2 separate regions of the Sus scrofa genome follow, and region 1 is linked to region 2. Evidence: chromatin contacts called from public promoter capture Hi-C data. All regions are on one chromosome and are shown on one strand. Each heading gives the region's core, a stretch centred on a gene start, on an enhancer-like site or on the middle of the called end of the contact. The rest is flanking DNA. Distances are from core to core; before and after follow the strand shown.

Evidence for each region. Promoter capture Hi-C pulls out the DNA fragments that hold promoters and counts their contacts.
Region 1: a contact with region 2 is called in a promoter capture Hi-C map of liver, with 7 times the contacts expected there. The contact joins the promoter of TTC37 here to the promoter of MBLAC2 in region 2. A contact is called at or near these places in 1 of 5 promoter capture datasets (liver) and 1 of 47 Hi-C or Micro-C datasets (heart right ventricle).

What each region holds. Positions count from the first base shown.
Region 1 is chr2:102,161,379-102,167,026 of Sscrofa11.1, reverse strand. It overlaps TTC37 (tetratricopeptide repeat protein 37), which reads left to right and starts at 3,007. Exons shown (of 43, transcript XM_021084546.1): 1 at 3,007-3,131; 2 at 3,620-3,759. ARSK (arylsulfatase K) reads right to left here and starts at 2,938. Exons shown (of 8, transcript XM_003354206.5): 1 at 2,668-2,938; 2 at 985-1,114. The coding sequence starts at 2,805.
Region 2 is chr2:97,644,778-97,650,402 of Sscrofa11.1, reverse strand. It overlaps MBLAC2 (metallo-beta-lactamase domain-containing protein 2), which reads left to right and starts at 2,256. Exons shown (of 2, transcript XM_003123780.4): 1 at 2,256-3,165. The coding sequence starts at 2,712. It overlaps POLR3G (DNA-directed RNA polymerase III subunit RPC7), which reads right to left and starts at 4,291. Exons shown (of 8, transcript XM_005652940.3): 1 at 2,009-4,291.

The sequences.
Region 1 (5,648 bases), core at 1,758-4,257, 4.5 Mb before region 2:
AGACATAGAAAACAGACTTGTGGTTGCCAAGGGGGAGGGCAAAAGAGTGGGATGGACTTGGGATTTTGGGGTTAAAAATGTAGACTATTACATTTAGAATGGATGAGCAATAAGGTCCTGCTGTACAGCACAGGGAACTATATCCAATCACTTGGGACAGAACATTATGGAAGGTAATATGAAAAAAAGAATGTGTATATATATATATGTATGATGGGTCACTTTGCTGTACAGCAGAAAATGACAATTGTAAATCAACTATACTTTAAAAAAAAGCCTATTTGTTAAATTATTATAATAAAAGCGAGTAATTAGACTTGGGATAGAAGTGAATTGAGATTGAAGAAAGATGTAAGAGAAAGCATGTAATCTGAAGTAATACAGAAAATACAGATAAACAAGATGTGTAAGAAGTTCTAACTACTTTGTGGTGTACTCTGAAGTCCCCTCGCAACTTTCTGTCTCTTAACTGCAAAATTTCCTTGGAAACAGAACCCTTATTGGAAAAAAAATGTTTCCTAATTTGCTTGGATAGTCATAAGATTCTTAGTCATGAGTCACAGGGAAATGAAATGATAACACATAAAGTAAACACCATTTTGGGTGATAAAATTCCTACTCTTAAAAAAGCCCAATACATACTTTAAAACATACATCACATATATTAAAAAAATTTTTTTTGAGATGCCAAATATGACTTACTACTCCATTTTTGGGTGTGATCTTTAAAAAAAAAAAAAAAAAAGAACCTTGTCATGACTTTTGTACCTGAAGTGCTATTACAATTTTTTAAATTTTAATTTAATACTTTTTTTGGCCATACCTGTGGCATGCGGAAGTTCCTGGGCCAGGGATCGAACCTGAAACACAGCAGTGACCTGAACCATACCACTAGACCACCAGAGAACTCCAGGTATAATCTTTTAAGCTGTGAAAACATTTTCAGTGTGAGGCCACTTCTAGCAATATTAAGCGTATTCATACCTGCACGTGATGGGCAACAGATTGGAGAGTTTGTGTAGGCATTCAGAAAGGAAGTGCCATGTGCTTTCATGAAGTTGATAAAAGGTAGTTTCACTACCTGACTTTCTGGATAAAATGTTAGCCTTCCATCCTGGAATAAAAGAAGAAAAGCATTTCCTGTAATTTTAACCATAAAATTCACAAGCAGCAAAAGACTTCAGGATGAGCCCAAGAATCCTCAAAAGATAAAAACAAGTACAGTGATTGTTATCATTCTCTGGTTCATAATATTGAAAATTCAATGTAGTGTGATACTTCGATCTATTTGAAGATAGTAAATATGTTAAAGGGCTTCCCGGAAAGTTTCTTTAGGGGGATAAAGGACTGATTGAGACAATGTTTATTGATTTATTATGTGCCAGGCACCGTGAAAGATCTAGAGATATGACGGTGAATAAAAACAGAGTCCCTGTCCTCATGAAGCTTACAGTCTAGTGGGGAAGGCAAAAAACATACTCATAAATAAACCAAGAATAATTACAAATTATTGTGATAGGTGTTTTGAAAAAAACCTAAGATACAGAATAAGAAGGGAGACCTACTTTCATAGAGTGAACTGGGGAGGCTTCTTTAGGAAGTGAGACCTAAAGAATGATAAAGATCAGCCATTCAAAATAATTTAAGGGGCATGTAAAGTGTTCTGCAAGACATACATGGGGATAACAATTAGGCAGCTAGATAAATGAGCCTGGATATTAGAAGAGATGTTTGGGTTGGAGATAATGCATAGTGGAATGGAATTGGGAATTAAAGAATTCTTCTTGGAAGGAGCAAAAAAAAAAAAGTCTTTCTTTTTTCTAAGTATCATTGACATTATAATTTTAGACATACGAGCATTGTGTTTCAGCAAGAAAGGATGAAACTGAGGTAATTGTTCATCTTTTGATAAACCTCTTTTAATACAAATATGGGGCTTTCAGAAATATCCCTTTAAAGTTTCTTATCAAAGGAATATTGATAGACTATAAAAGACTGGAGTCCTTTTTTCTTTTTTAAGCTGTGTGTTCCAACTTTGCCTTTAAAGATAAGAAAATTAGACTTTCTATTTCCCCTCCCCCAAAATGTGTCTTTTTGATTATCACATCTTGGTGGTGTGAATTGGTGTCTGATTGTGGTTTTGACTTGCATTTCCCTAATGATTTTATATGTTGATCCTATATCCTATAGCTTTGCTAGACTTATTGGTTCTAAAAGTTTGGTGTGGATTCCCTAGGATTTTCTTTGTACAAGATCGTTACCTATAAATAGAAAACTTCATACTTTATGACGTTGATCACTGACTGGAAAGCTAACAGGCTTTTATGATGATGCAGAAAGTTATTTTCCCCCACAACTGAATCAAGCGGGTGTATGGATGGAAAGTTTACTAGTGGTAAGATAATTTAGTGGGTCGTAGCCAGCAATTAAAACTTTTTTTGTAAAGATGCTAATCGGAGTGCGTTTTATTTACTGTGTTATATGCATATTTATGTGGTGCACGTACTTTGTGTACGGGGCCTCAAAACGTTTCTTACTTTGCATCGGGGTATAAAGCTTGTTTGAAAGTCTCAGATTCTGCTCCCCAAAGCCTGCAGCACAGGAAGGGCTGTGGGCCGGTGGAGGGAGTGTAGCGTGGCACCCCCTCCCCTGCCTCTCGGTACTTACGAAGGAGTCGCTCACGACTAGCACCACGTTAGGCGCATCTGGCCAAGCCTGAACTGCTCCCTGCCTCAGCCCACCTGCCCCAGGAACTGGTGCTGCCAGGGCCGAGGTGGCAACCACCGACACCCACAGCAGCAGCATTTCAGCGCGCTGTTCTGAGAGCGGGGCCGCTGGGTCCGCCCCTGCCTCTGGGAACTCGCTTGGGTGAGGACGAGGGCGGGGATCCCATAGAGCGCAGTTCGGCTTCCTCCAAGCTTCATTGGCAGAACTACAACTCCCATCAGGCTTGGAATGAGCACATGCGCAAAGTAGGTGTTCCCTTATTCCCCCCCAACTCACGTTAAGACCTTTTAATCAAACACTGAGCGAACCGAAATCCAGCTACTTCCAGTCACATGAGCCATGCCTGGGAAGTGCGCCTGCGCTCTGGCTCCACACAGAGCTTCTGTAGGAGAATCATTGCCCAGGTGGGTTTTGGTTGATCTAGCTTTCTGCAGAGTTGGCTACTGTAGGCAATTGAAATGATACCTACAGAGAGAAAGGGACAGGTGCCGAGGCTGCTCTTTTTGCGCGGAGCAATCATGACAGAGTGTTAGGTGAGACCGTGAACGGGGCGATGATGAGGTGGCGGTCACTTAAATTGGATTGGGTGGTTCTTTGTGGGGCCTCTGTCTGGACCGCCTAAGCTACCATATGGCCACTCTGTGGTCCCCTCGAATACCTTCCTCTCAAGCATATTTATAGATTGCCTCATCCTATTTCCCGCTTTGCTCGTACGGTAAGGATTTATTATGCTCCGTTGAAGTGAGGAGCGGGGCCTAGTAAGAAAAGTTTCGGCTCTAGGTGGGGATAAGCTTGGGTGCGCCTTGCCTTCAGAGTGCAAAGGAGGGAAGCTGAACGGGTTTTCGGGGGAAGAAATGTTGGGCTATGTGACGTGTTCGATTAACTGACGTAGGTTCAGAATTCCATTGTTTTGCTGCCGTGGTTTTGAAGAAATCACTGGTCCTTTTGACTCTTGGACTTCTTTGGAGAAATCTGGAAGAAGCAAATTTATGTCCCAGAGCCAAATTCCTGATTTCATTATTACAGTTTCAGGTATGTAATTAGTGTGTCCTGTTTGTCGTTTTAATGTTTTGACAAGAAAAGGAGGAATCGTAGTGTTTATTTACATAAAGTCAACTTTTAATGCTAATATCTGACTTTTTTGCGTAAAATAATTGGAAAAAGGGACAGAAGTTATTTAATACTCACATGACACTTATTATGTGCTGATCATTATACCGAGCATTTATTGAGTACTTAATGTGTGCATGGTACTTGTACATGGAATATTTTGTGTAATCCTCATTTTCACCATTTTTTTTTTTTCAGATAGGAAAACTGAGACTTGGACAGGTTAAATGACTTGTCCAAGGTTACACGGGGAGCCATTCTGAGTAGGAGTTGAATTTGAGTAGTCCATGCCCTAACTTATTGCAGTGGTCTGTCTCTGATTGCAAAATGTCATGGCATTCTAGAGAACTTACTCTCTGTTAGCCAAGTAGCCTTGTTAATAAAGCAGATCTGTGGGAGCATACAAGTATATGTAAAAGGAACTCACATTCTAGGGGAAAAAAGTGAAGTAATAATACAGCCTGAAAGGTAATACGCATAGGCTCTTTCATGAACAGGATGTTTCAAATATCTGTTTTGAGTTAATTTGGACTCTAAAACACATTTTCCCATAGAGACAGTGTTGACTGACATTTAGATTCATAAAAAATATATTTAATTTTAGCTATGGTGTAGTATTGATTTTGTAAATTGTTTACTCTCTGACCTTGTTTTCACAGGCTGTGTATTCTGAATTCCTGGTCAGGATGACAGAGACACATCTTTTTGCTCCTCTCTCTCCCCTCGGCAGTGTCAGTGGGAGCACATGCTCAGTGGGTTGGAGCAAGGTGGTATTTTAGGGCCCCAGACATATTGTGTTGCAAGATCTAAGAGACTTCTAGCTAGTCGTACTTCTCCTCTGGAATTCAGTTTGTCCTGCAGTGAATATCCCTGCCAAGTGGATTATGCAGTCTGTGCCTTTTCATCTCCGGTGATGTGGTGATGTGAAACACACTTCGTTTGAGCAGCCCATTCCATATTTGTACAGGTCTCATTATTGAAAATTCTTATTTTGAACTCAAGTCTGGTTCATTAGTCTGTTTATCTCCAGTTTTACATGGATAATCTCTGCCTTGCAACAGCCCTTCTCACCTTCCCCACCAATTTTTTTTCCCCCGGGCCTTCCCCATTTCCTTTGGGTACTTAGGTAATTTCAGGTTTGTTTGTTATTTGATCACTCTTTTCTGGACATAAAGCATGTTTACTAGTCAGTAGCTTACCCTGTCGAAAAAGGTACTTTTGAGTTGTCTTTGGGCATCTCTCAGTGTGTACATGTTATATATAGTGTCTTGTAGTGAGGGTAGGGCTCCATTATGTATATGTTTAAGTCATCAGTTAAAGATTTGTACATGAGGGGGATTTTTTTAGTGAAATACTTAATTCTGTGGTTCAGATCAGTTGAAAGTTTTGGTCTAGGTTTTGGTTCTTCATAGTGTTTTTGGTTGTTTTGTGTGTTCGTTTTTTATATCCAGAATACCAGCAGCACTATATTCTGCCCTAAGAAAAGAAGGCTAAATGTGCAGTTAGTGACTATATGGAATAAATTCAGTATTGTCTTCACCTGCTGTGGTTTTGTGACTACTTGTTAAATATCCACAATGTACTAGATACTAGGAAATAAAAGAGAGTAGTAGAAATATCTTTGTTCCTAAGGAACTTCCAGTCTAGTTATGAAAAACAGACATATACAGACCTGTCTATTTAATAACAGCATACAAGATATCAAAAAGTACATTTAATTGCCAAAAAACCCCCCCAAACCAGAATATCCCAAATGGTTCTTTGGAGAATGCTAGTGTACTTCAAAATGATAATTACTATTCATTGATATA
Region 2 (5,625 bases), core at 1,007-3,506:
TTAAGCAACAGAGCTTTGGAGTCTGACTTTGTGCATCTGGCACCTTCTCCTTTCCTGACCACTCCCAAATCTGCCATATCAGCTCTTGCTTGTAGTGTTCTTTCTGCTGGGATGCCACATCCACCTGAGCAAGCCCCATCATCATTTAAGATACCATGCAAATGCCACTTCTCTGAGACCATTTCCTCCACCCTAAGTGGAGCTAGGCCTCTCTCTTTTCTGTCTCCCAAATACTACCCTGTTTTATTACCATTTAAAAAGCATGTTGTAATCATCAGTTCTTGTCTGTCTCCCCATAAGTTCTTCAGTTATCCTTCTTCAAGTATTAATTAAGCACTCTTAGGTCAGGCCATCTTCTATGAATTGGGAATATAATAGTGAATAAAACAAAACCCCTGTTTTCATGGTGCTTAGAGTCTACTACAGGAAAGGGAAAAAATATTTCATAGAAAATGTCAGGTAGTGATCAGTGATGTGGAAAAAAAAAGCAGGAAACATGGGTGCTATTACAGAAAGAGTGGTTGAAGAGGTCCTGTATTCTGTAATATTTGAGCACAAAACTGACAGAAGGAAAAGGCCATGCTGAGAATCAGGAAAGGATATACAAGGGAAAGTGTAATACAAGCAGAAGGATCTGTAAGTGTGAAGGCCTCTTTGAAGATTTATTCACCTCTTCCTGCCCCATCACCAACTAGAGCCTGGCAAAAGTCCAATAAAAATTGGATGAATTATTGCTGAGCTCATGGCTTAGTAAGAATATCACTCCAATTCACCTCCCTTTACCTAGAGGAAAAATAAAACTACAGAGAGCTCTCTACTTTCGTGCTGAGAACATCCTAACAACAGTGGTCTTTTAAGGCCAGCTCAAATGCCTCTACTCATCAGTCCCTTCCATGCATATTCTCATAGCACCTGGTTTTTACTTCCTCTGGGGTACATATCTCATTTGCTTTTTACTGCAAACATTTTTGTGAAGATATTGCTTCCCTCAAATTCCTGAGAACCCAGATCATGACTTTAAAAAAAAAAAAAAAACAACACAATTCTGTTTTTCACACATCATTTAGCTGAGGGACTTGTACATAAGGATAGCCCTGAACAGAGTGTCTGGATAAATTCTAACTAGGTTAGGTAAACATTCAGAAAAGTTGCATCCCCCTCAAAGACTTAAGGTTTATAGGGAAGGAGAGAACACCTCTCCCTCTATGAAGGCTTATTAGTAGCTGAGACAATAAGGGTTTTCATAATTATCTTTTATAATGCTGTCTCATGGGTCTCTTTATAATTTTTCCTGGCTGGATAGGGAGGTTAGTCGAGTTCTCAAGGGAATTGTTTAAGTCTGAATGGATATACCAACAGCGAGGAGCTGAGGGATGGGGACAGGGACCTTATGTTAATACTAGGGATGATTTTTTCAGCTGATGGGGCCACACCCAATCATTATCCACTTTTCCTGCCCTCACAAGGTGCAGCTGCCTCCACCCTTCCTTAGTTGAGCCTTTCTACCAACTTTCTTTGCTCTCTTCCAACAGCGGGCAAAGTAACCAAAACAAGGAAGGGGAGGGGAAGGAATATATAATTTAATTTTTCAGAAGAGAAGTAAAACCTTATCAACAACACCTCTCCTCACAGTACAGGGTAAAGTGCTAACGGTAAAAAACAAAAAACAAAAAACGTACTGAATAGTGCGTCCTTAGCAGCAAGTCTGCGGCAATGACTCGTGTTTGAAGCAATCATACCATCGGAATTGAAAATCAACCATCAGTAAAAGCATAAATTCCCTTCGAACTCACTGAAAACAGTCCTAATAAGTGGAGACAAGATAAAATCTGGAACGACGATTTCAAAAGATTGTGAAGGGATTAAGAGATCTCGCTACGTCCCTCAATCCAGAGGCTCTTTAATGAATCTCCACTCCTGCCTTCCCCGGTCTTTTCCACGTGCCCCTTTAACTCCCCCCCCTACTCATTCCATCTCCTCCCAACCCCTCCATTGCCTCCTCTGTTACCTGCTTACTAAGTCTCGAAGCTTGAGAAAACTGTGCGGCCGAAGTGCCGGCCGGCAAGGAAGGGGTGCGGACAGAAGGTTCCGACGCCGAGTGCTGGTTCCACCTCTGGAAAAACGCGCTCCGCCCTCCACGAGGCCTCAGAATCGCGTTCCGATCGCACCAGTTAGCTCCGCCCACTCGCTAGGTAGGCCCCGCCCTCTGGGGAGAGAGCTTTTTATCCCTTGGCGGGAACCGTACCGGTCCAACCTCCTTGGCCTGACTCTTTCTGCGCCGGCTGGAAGTGCGCATCACGGCGCGCGGTGTGTGGGCGGCCCTGGGGCCTTCCAAACCTGGCCCCTGCCCTCTACAGTCAAACACCTGGCGGTAGGAAGAGTGTCGCTTTCTGAATCCCTTGTCTACTGAATTGACGCTACTTTCTGCTGTGGCCTCTGATGCTGCGATTGTTTCTGCACCGGGGTGCAAGGAGATAGGTCTCTGTTCTTTGCGGACCGGGAGGGAGGGTGCGGAAGGCAGCGTCTCCGAGAGTCCTTCCTCCTCCCAGTTCTCCTCCCACTCCTTTTGCATCCCCCGCCCCCTTCTTGCTCTGCGCCTTCTTCCCGACTGCAGGCAGACCAGTCTATCCCGCCGCAGCGCCGGAGTCTGGGCAGCCTGCAGGAGGCACACACGCCCACACCCACTCCGCCTGGCCGCATCCCTACTCAGCATGTCGGCGCTCGAGTGGTACGCCCACAAGTCTCTGGGCGACGGTATCTTCTGGATTCAGGAACGCTTCTATGAGTCAGGCAACCGCGCCAACATCTGGCTAGTGCGAGGCTCGGAGCAAGACGTTGTGATCGACACAGGCCTGGGCCTGCGCAGCCTCCCGGAGTACCTGTACTCTTCTGGCCTTTTGCAGGACCGCGAGGCCAAAGAGGATGCGGCATGCCGGCCACTGCTGGCTGTGGCCACTCACGTGCATTTCGACCACTCCGGCGGCCTCTACCAGTTCGACCGGGTGGCAGTGCACCACGCCGAGGCCGAGGCGCTGGCTCGCGGGGACAACTTTGAAACCGTGACCTGGCTGTCCGACAGTGAGGTGGTCCGGGCTCCGAGCCCCGGCTGGAGGGCCAGGCAGTTTCGAGTGCAGGCGGTGCAGCCCACCCTCATCCTGCAGGATGGTAATGGCCCTTCACGAGCGCGCGCTCTCTCATTAAGGGAAGGGATTGGGGAGAAACTGTCCGAGGAGTGCTTGTTGCAGACGTGCGTGGCTGTAAGGGGCCTTATTTTGTCCCATCGCAGAAACACTACTTCTGTTTCACCCTTCCTGATTCAAAACCCCAGTCGACATCAGGTCGATGGTAGGCCGTCTTAGTCCTCCTTACCGGAGACCAGCTCTGGCACCGGGTAGCAATGCAGAGTACTCAAATGAGAGCCGGCCCCACCCCCTAGTCAGTTTCCTGTGTAACGTACAGCAATAACACCAACAGAGTCTTATATCTAGGATTTCCATTCTTTCCCCAAACATCTGTCCGACATTTTCAGGCACTTTTCTAGCGAAAAGTCTTCCTTAAAAGGAATGACGCCTCATGGAGAGTGCATGTCATGCTCTATGCTTTTGAGAACTGCTGACTTCATCTGCCCGGTTCACACCTGTAGGCTTAGAAAGCCATTAGAGAGCAGTCAGTGGTTTCAAACTGTTCATTCATCCTTATCTTCCAGATAGGTTTCTGTTCTTGATGTTGCCTCACAAGAGAAGAAGCTTGATAGTGAACATAAAAAGTAGAGTATGTCTGAATCTTAGAGTATGGCAGCTCTCTGTTCTGGTTGAAAGCAAGGCCTGAGAAAGATTAATGAATGAGGAGGCTGTTTCCGATGATGGTGAAGTATGTGGACTGATGCATAAATCACCTTGGGCTTCTTGGCTCTGAAAAAACAAGATGGGGTTCAGAAAGAATAAAATAGGATAGGGTTCCTGCCCTTCCAGCTCTACACAGGCACTTAAATAATTGAACCAGTCATAGCAGTGCTGTTTGTATATTTTCTTTTTAGGATGCTTTTGATGATTTCATTTAATCCTGACAACTCATTGGAAGCGAGGTTGCTGACCCCTAATTAAATGGCTTGCCTAGAATTTACAGAACAAGATAGTAACAAGAGCTAGGATTTGAACCCAGGTGCAATAAGATCAAAGCATGCAGCTCTCACGTTAATCCTCCATAAAACTGGTAATTCTGAGTAGGATGTGAAAGTCCCTTTCATTTCTATCGTGAAACCATTTTATTTGCCAATTTAATCTATTAAATCCTTCCTCTAAGAGGTGGAAAAATCTAGTTGCTGCAGTACAGTAAGGTTCATTTTATGACCAACCAGTATGCAATAATGAAATATTTTACAAAAATGAGATCTTGATCACATGAGATATAAAAAATAGAAAGCAAGATTGTATATCTCACACCCTGCTTAAAAAGTCTTCATTAAAATTTTAAATCTAAAAATTAAAAAAAAAAAAACCCATGGGTTTAGATGGGAGTCCTACTTTACCTGACAATTTCAGATGAAAGAAAACTACATTTACATTAAATGTGCTTTTAGTTACTGTATTTCTTGATTAAACTGACACATTTAAAGGTAGGATTTCCATGGTGTTGATTGGTATTCAGACTAAACTCTGACACCCAGGACAAAAAGTCTTTACATAAGTATTTAAAATATATTTAAATTATCTAAATGAATAAATTTTTATTTATTTACTTTTTGCTCCTTTACCAGAAATAGGAAATCAATGATGAAAGAATGATAGAAATTATTGTTTTATAGATGGAATCCAAGCAAGCTTGAATATCATGCCTGGGGTCACATAGCCAAGTTAGGGAAAGAACTGGGACTAGAATCCAGGTTTCCTAAATCCCAGTTGATGGTAAAATTATAGTATTTTGGAATTGCAAGTAGCTTGCAAGTCACCTGTGCAGTGCTTTAAGCCTTTGAAAGTGTGAAAAGAAAGCTCAGTATTTACTACACACTTTGAAGGTGGTAATTCTATGTAAATTAAAATTTGTTTTTCATTAGAAGCTGGATGCCTCATGCCCTCAAATAGTATCTAATTTCCTCTTTTCTCAGGAATATTAATTTCCTGTCTCTTCTGAATGGTGTGGCTTGCTAACTTGATATTATCATTAATGCAGATGTCTGGAAGGAGATCTAGAAAAACTCATACACAGTTCCACATACATGAACAGAACATACCTAACTAACAGCATAACATCTTTATTGTTTTGGTTAGAACGTAAGACTGAATTCATCAGCTTATGTCATTTCATTTAGTGTTTTGATGACCTCTTGTCATGGAAAGATACAAATCTGTGTACTGTTTCACTAACCCAAAAGCTGAGTTGGATGTGAGGGACAAGGAGAGATCATCATTCTGTGCATCATCTTTGATGGAAAATCATCTTTAATGAAAAAAACAACTCTTCCTACTAATAGTAAAGTTGTATCTTCCTTTAAGAAGATAGCAATAAACCTTAGGTTATACAGCACATTCTTGAGTGGGCACACATCATTTGGACTATTTTTCATAATATTCAAGTAATATGAAGTGCAGGCATTTTGACCTCTATTGTCCATGTTTAAATAATTTT